Linked DNA regions of Mus musculus: region 1 is linked to region 2. The links are chromatin contacts, called in public HiChIP or PLAC-seq maps. All regions are on one chromosome and are shown on one strand. The core of a region is the stretch at or near the end of the contact, and the rest is flanking DNA. Distances in the headings are between cores, read along the strand shown. Region 1 holds the start of Htr2a (5-hydroxytryptamine (serotonin) receptor 2A). Region 2 has its middle 73 kb from the start of 4933402J15Rik.

Region 1 (3,689 bases), core at 165-2,664, 210 kb before region 2:
CTATGGCAAGTGACATCAGGAAATAGTTGGTGGCATTCTGCAGCTTTTTCTCTAGGGACACTGCCATGATGACCAGTATGTTTCCCGCAATGGTGAGAATAATCACGACAGTTGTCAATAAAGCAGACCAGTTTTTTTCCTGGAGATGAAGAATGGAGAGGCATGTCGGTGGGAGGTACCCTTCGCAGGAGAGGTTGGTTCTGTTTTCAGCATCAATTGTCCAGTTCGAGGCTTCGGAAGTGTTAGCATCCCTGGAGTTGAAGTCATTAGGGTAGAGCCTCGAGTCGTCACCTAATTGCATTAAGGAGTTTGGAATTGAGCTCAGGGAGATATTGTCTTCACAGAGAATTTCCATGTCTAAGCCGGAAGTTGTAGCAGATGAAGTGTGGAGAGACTAGCGAGTCATAGCCGGGGCTCACCATTCATCTTTACGTCCTGGAGCTAGGGCATGCTGAAGCGGAGACCTGTGTGGCTCCTCTGGCTGCTTTCTCCTCTTCCATAGTAAGAGTTACAGAAGTGTGATGGCTCTTGATTATGCCTCGCTTCACAGTGCTAGGGAGAGTCCACGGCGGAGCTGTAAGTTCTCACGGAAGCAAAGGCAAAAAAAGCAGTGTGGAGCATTTGGAGACACAAACGTGTTCCTGGTTAAGGAAGAAAAGTTTTGTATCCGGTGAGAATCTTTCAGCCAATTCTCGGGTTGGATATGCTGCTTTCAAGAGTTCAGCCATCACAAAGTTAAAACAGCATGAGATCCAAAACGAGGAGGGAGGGCTGTGTGCCCTCTATATTAATTAAGGAAGTCAATTAAAAATCCACGCAATGTTAATGCCATCATAAGGGTTAACCCTTTTTAGTCTCAGGCAGAATCGCCGCAGCGATGGTCAGGAATTTCAGCTTGTATCTCTGGCTCAGTTAACGAAAGGAAAACGCATCCCGAAGCGCAGCAGAGAACTTTCCACATCAGAAATTCTCGCGGCAATGACGGCATTCTAGCCAAGCGTGACTTTAAGCAGAAAGAAAATCCCACAGCAGTAAAGGACAGCAGCCGAGGAACTTACATTCATTGTCGCCAGGGTCCGCTATCCTGTGACTTGCCTGTCGCATGGTGACTAGGCCAGTGTGGAATCCCCTCTCTTTGAGCTTCTAGCAGCATAAGATGATAGTAATTTGATTTCTGTTTCTGCTGACTTCAAAAACCGCATGCCGGTTCCAGCACGGTTGAAGTCTGTGCTGGCTGCTTCTGCTACTGCTGAGCTTGGTTGGGTCTTCCCTCCCAGAGCCTGGCTGCTTGCTGAGGCGAGCGCACAGAGAGGAATCAGTCACTAGGGAGCCCCTCTCAAAGTCACACAAAAGAGCCGCAGGGAAAGTAGGAAACGCTGTCTGTATCAAGAGGCTCCCGGAGCTCCAAAAGAATAAGCCCCTCCTGGTTGCCTCCTTCCTCAGACCTCCCTCTGTCACTGTGTCATAACCTGCAAGGTGGCAACAGCCAGGAAGGGCGGACCAAACAACCCCCTCCCCCGCGCGCCCCCATTCTTTCTGCTACAGGTTAATTAGGAACCTTTCCTTAAAAAAAGAGAGAACAAGGAGACAGCTTAGGGGACAGCAGGCAGGAGGGGTACATGGCAGTCATATTTTTAGGCTGAGGGGTGAAGAATGAGAAGATAAATAAGGCTAGAAAACGGCATGTCCTGGGATCTGGGAGCATCCAGCACTTCTATCCAAGCCAGTGATGATGTGTCCAGGAGGGATGGCTGACCGTGGCGACATGAGTTCAGAGGAATCAGGAAGTCTGTGGCAATAACTGATAAACTATCAGAACAATTTTTAGTTACTTAAATGCATTTAAGCACACACACTATTGCTATGTGTATGCATCCTGTAACTAGCTTACTTTTCTTCATCTCAAACCTGTCGCCAAGAAATAATGAAAAACTTCATGTTAGAAAATGAAGGGTTTTGTTCTATTTTGTTCTATGTTTTTTTCCCCCAGAAGTGACCCTAATGATAAAGCGACTCACATGCAAAAGAAGCTCTCTCCCAAGTGGTCCTTAAAGGAAGATAGATGCACTCATGACAGATAAGAAAATGGATTACTTTCTTATAATAATCCTGGACACCAGGGGCTTTTGGGGGGTTCTGTCCATCTCATTCTTCTCTCTGTCTTTTACATTCTCAGTTCAGCCACTCCTGTGCCTTCGATGTGTTGTCAATTCTCCTCATGGCAGTGAGCTAAATGTCCAGTTGCCTTCTAGATCCGTTTGTCTATGACCCAGGAGACCTTCCATCCTGACCCTCTCTTTGAGGTTTATTGCCACATGTCCTCCTGGCTCATGAAATCATCATACGGTCCACCCAGCCCTTCATCCCTTCTTCCTGCCTATGCCCAGAGGTTCCCAGCATTCCCTGCCCCGCACGCAAAGTTCTCAGCTCTCCTCTGCTCAGCCCACAGTGGGGAGCCCTTCTGCTCTTCCTGGGCAGGCACATAATTTCCCAGATTGCCTACCTGGGACTGGGCTGCTGGTCTTGTGAGTGCAGTGCATGCCGTGTGTGTGTGTGTGTGTGTGTGTGTGTGTGTGTGTGTGTGTGTGTGTGTGTGTGTGTGCGCGCGTGCGTGTGCGTGCGCGTGTGCGAGTGCGTGTGCGCGCGCGCTAGTGCGCACGTGTATACAGAGTAGGTGTGGGAGTCATAGTCCTTTGGTTCAGAATCCAGCTTTTTAACTCATACAACCTAACTCAGTTGCCTTTAGAGCCCAGTGCTCTCTCCTCCCAGGGTGGTATTTAGCTCCATCCCTGGGTTACAGTGAGGTATCAGACAACATGCACAAATGTTTAGCCTATGCCTGGCTTATAGGATGCTCTACATTTTACACTAGCCATTTTATTCCTATTAAAATTATTACTGATTGAAGGAAAAACACATCACTACCCTCTTGCCTATATTCCTTATCTCTTCTTTGAGGGATACACAACCCTTTTCTCAGTCTGCTCATTCTCTGGGGCCCCCATTTTTCAGGCCTATACTCTCACAGCTTTTTCAGGGGCAGCCTGGCAACAGCCTGAATCTTCATAATTCTGACATTTCTCATATTTTGCGTGCTTGAAGTTCCTCGAGACTGGAGTGTGGACTGCTCTCACTGCCTGTCTTTCTGTATCCTCCTTGTGAATTTCCAGGGTGCAGCTCCCAAGTTGAGAATCCCAGGTTGGGCACCTGTTAGTTACCTCTGTGACTTTGATTAAAACTCTTCAATCTCCACACCTGGTTTCCTCATCTGGATGAAGAGGAATGGGATTAGCCATGCACCTACTTCAGAGAGTTAATCTCAGAGCTAAGTAAATTTATAGATTTGCCTTGCATATTACAAGCCCATAGGTTTTTAGCCTTACTGCTGTTATTGGATATTTCTTTCAGGGAGCTTGCTGGGTGCCATCCTCCCCCAGTGAAGGCAAAGTCGTCAGCATCCTCTGCAGCCTTTCGTTTGGATGCTAATCACAGTGAGTTCAAGCCACATGAAGGAAAGAGGAGGTGTGTGTGTGTGTGTGTGTGTGTGTGTGTGTGTGTGTCTTGTTCATGGTTGGCTGCATGGTTTTTCATTTAGATACTCAGGAGATAAAAGTGTTAGTCAGCGTCTAATGCTTTTTGAAGGTGGCACAAGCCCGTGATCTCAGTTGTTTAGAGGGCTTGGGAAGTAG
Region 2 (3,419 bases), core at 552-3,051:
CAGAGGTACCAATGTTATTCTATTTGGGCATTAGGAAAAACAAATCAAGTTTGGTGACTGTTTTTCCTTTCCTTTCTTTTCCTTTCTTTTCCTTTCCTCTCCTCTCCTCTCCTCTCCTCTCCTCTCCTCTCTCCTCTCCTCTCCTCCCCTCCCCTCTCTCCTTTCCTCTCCCCTCCCCTCCCCTCCCCTCCCCTTCTCTTCCTTTCCCTTCCTTTCAAAAACTTTTATCAAAAAAATAGTTGACCATCCTAACCCTGTTCCCCTGGAAGTCATTCTTCATATTTTCCTTAGGAGGAAACTTTAGCACTATAGCATCATATGTTTGTATAGAACTCTTCAGCTTATGAAGCACCTGGACATATATAATCACATGTTGCAATTTTCTAGAATGTGAATGAGTATTGTGGGGTTGCATGTATAGGGAGATGTGAGCAGACATATGTGTGTCCACATGCAGAGGCCATAGGTAGTCTAGTCTTGGATGTCTTTCTTCATCAATCTCCCCATTATGTACTAAATCACACTCTTTGGCTTGAACCCAGAAGTCTCTATCTAATTCAGGTAGTCAAGCTAGCCAGGTTGCTTTAGTAATTCCACCTCTTCTTCCTAAGTGGTGAGCTGCCACATATGCTCACAATTTATGTGGACGCTAGCAATCCAAACCCTGGTACTCAAGTTTACACAACAGCACTTTGCCACATAGCCATTTCCCTATCCCTTTTGCCTTCTTGGTACCCTTTCCTATAGGTAAAGAAAATGATTCCTATTCTATAACAGAGAAACTGAGGCTTGGAAAAAGTTAAGTGTCTGATCCAAAATTAAAAATATATTAAGCATAGACTAAGACTCAAGTCCATACTAGATAATTCCAAAGTAAAAATGATTGATTTTGCTCTACTTAACAAAATATCAGAGAGATAAGATGGCCAAGGTGGACTCTGCACACCTGGGGTTTCTATTTCCTGGATTCAAGACAAGTTTGGGGGTTGGGGGACATCCTAGTGGCTAAGAGTGCTGGCTGCTGCTCCTGTGGACCTGGATTTGATTCCCAGTACCCACATGGTGGTTCATACCCATCTGTAGCACCATTTCCAGAGGATCCAGTGCCCTCTTCTGGCCCCTGCAGGCACCAGGCACCCAAGTAGTATACAGACATACATGTAGACAAAACAGCCATGCACATACAAAAAAACCAAACCACCCTTTTATTAGTTGTCCAATGCTAAGTGATCAACCCCGAAGCCATATGAAGCCATAGACATATAAAACCCAAAGCAGCAGATTGTATTTGTATATTTATGCATATATAATATGCACCAGTATATTATAATATATTAATAATAACAGAAAAAAAGCCATCAATTTCCAAGGAGATGGGGGCAACATGAAAGGTGTAGGGAGACAATGGGGAAATTATATAATTGTATCTTAATTTAAAAATACATGAATGTAAAAGCAAAAATAAGTCAAGTGTTCAGACGCCTTAAGACCTAGTGTTTTTTTTATGGAAAATACTTTAATAAATTGATGTGATTACTTTTAATTACTAGAAATTAACTTACCCTTTCATGTCCCCTGTAACAGTAAGGCATAAGTTAGTTAGAAGAGCTCACTGCAGAGAGCAAGCTGGGGAGCCTGTGGGTAAAATCAGAGCATGAATGTGACCACTGCCAGCTGGCTGTCATTTCTGTCCTGTGCATGTCGGGTCCTTGCACAAATGTAGCCCAAGTGTACTTCTGCTTATTAGTCTGTCTCCTTACATAACTGACCTTAAGTCATTATGTAACAGTGCAAGGCTATGATTCAGTGTACTGTTCTTTCCCACTCGGTATTATTAGAAGCTATTGGGGAACTGCTGCTGGTGCTCTCCAGAAAGGAATCTTTTAATCTTCTATTTAGAGACTTTGTATTTTCCTGTGACGGAGAATAAAAGCTTAAACTGCCACATATTAGACACAGCATGGGCATCACTATTTTTTGCAAAGTTTGGTCATCACCAGCACAATTTGTGTGATGGCAGAGAGGAAACAAACATTAAGTACAATTACTATGTGATACGCACACAACAGGCATGCCAGATAACGCATCACCAAAGATAGCAGTGTGTGTGAATGAGTTGAGTCACTTTCTTAAAATTTCTTAGCATGGCATAAAAGAGGAAACTGAGTAGTATCCCTGAGTGCCAACATGTTATAAATATTAAATCGTCTCTTAGAGGATTTTCTTTCTAGTATATAAAGAGTAGTAGCAGTTAAATTGAAATAGTAATATTCAATAGAAAGTACATCATTAATAGCTGTTGATATGCCTTTGGGAAGAAAAAAATATCCAAAAGGTATTGTTTATAAGCCTGTGAAGCAAGGATTTTAAATCCCCTAACAAAGCAAGTTCCCTAGAGTTCCTTGGCAGTGCTTTGATTCTACAATGGCTCCACATGCGTGCGATCATGCATTAGCACCCATGCTTGTCTTCCTTCCCTAGTCAGTCAGCTCCCTAGAGTAGGCACCATTAAACTGCCTCTCCTCTGTATTTGTGCTCTCAACTTCCAACTTTTTGTCAAAACACTCAGACTTATTTATTTATTTTTTCCGTGTTTAAGGAATCTGGACAATACTCATTCTTCACAGATTTCTTTGGCATCTGACAACTTAAACGATCAGCAACCTCGTGAAGGATTTCTCCTCTTTCCTTCGCTATTTCTTTGCCATTCCTTAGTAGCATAATAGTATTAGGCCCACCTAAGGGCTGGAGAGATGGCTCAGTGTGTGAAACATTTCTTTAAGCATGAAGACCTGAGTTTAAATTTCCCAGAACTTATGAAAAGGTAAGATGTGTTCACATTGTACCTATAACCTCAGTGCAAGGATCAGGGATGGAGACAGGTGAATCTTGGAATCTCACTGGCCAGTTAGTCTAGCTGAAAAGAGTGAAATCAAAGATCAGTGAGAGGCCCTGTCTCAACAAAACAAAACAAACAAACAAGAAACCAAAAACCTCATAAAACACACACAAGCAAGCAAGCAAGCAAACAAAGCACTAAGGCGAAGAGCAGTAAAGGAAGCCTGGTGTCTACCTCTGGATTCACACACAAATGCCTAAATAGTAACAAGCAAATCGCTGTTATCCTGGAGAACCTCTGGTGTTTGTCAAAGCCATATCTATTTTGTCTCTCTGAGCCATTAACTTGAATAGTTCTAACAAAGTGAACTAAAAGCTGTCCTAGCAGCTCATTTCGCTTCCAGCAGATTGACCTGGGTATTGGTAGAGGCTGGGGTCAGTTCTACGGAGTCTGAGCGCTGCTTCCTTTTGACATTTATAAGGCAAATTCAGCTCACAAGAAAACAAGAATAACTCACAGCCTAGAAAGAATGATTAGTGCTGAGTGGTCACCCAGATCTGCATATTTAGACAAATATTTA

The links. HiChIP or PLAC-seq counts read pairs in DNA pulled down with a chosen protein or histone mark.
Region 1: an H3K4me3 HiChIP or PLAC-seq map of bone marrow-derived macrophages shows a contact between it and region 2, with 3 times the contacts expected there. The contact joins the promoter of Htr2a here to the enhancer-like site in region 2. A contact is called at or near these places in 7 of 39 promoter capture datasets (the 3T3-L1 cell line, HPC-7-derived erythroid cells, embryonic stem cells and 3 more), 2 of 484 Hi-C or Micro-C datasets (cerebral cortex and embryonic fibroblasts), 3 of 115 datasets of contacts at active chromatin or transcription factors (bone marrow-derived macrophages, fibro-adipogenic progenitors and neural progenitor cells) and 2 of 9 other capture datasets (bone marrow-derived macrophages and macrophages).

Annotation. Positions count from the first base shown.
Region 1 is chr14:74,638,599-74,642,287 of GRCm38.p6, reverse strand. It overlaps Htr2a (5-hydroxytryptamine (serotonin) receptor 2A), which reads right to left and starts at 1,414. Exons shown (of 3, transcript NM_172812.3): 1 at 1-1,414. The coding sequence starts at 355. It overlaps Gm41210 (a long non-coding RNA gene), which reads left to right and starts at 1,442. Exons shown (of 3, transcript XR_874820.3): 1 at 1,442-3,491.
Region 2 is chr14:74,426,748-74,430,166 of GRCm38.p6, reverse strand. No RefSeq gene overlaps it. Among named protein-coding and RNA genes, the nearest start is that of 4933402J15Rik, 73 kb to the right of the region's middle. Within about 2 kb of position 1,801, at least 24 of the 459 cell types and tissues checked have an H3K27ac peak or open chromatin away from gene starts, as enhancers often do. A contact at or near this core is called in bone marrow-derived macrophages, where this site is marked.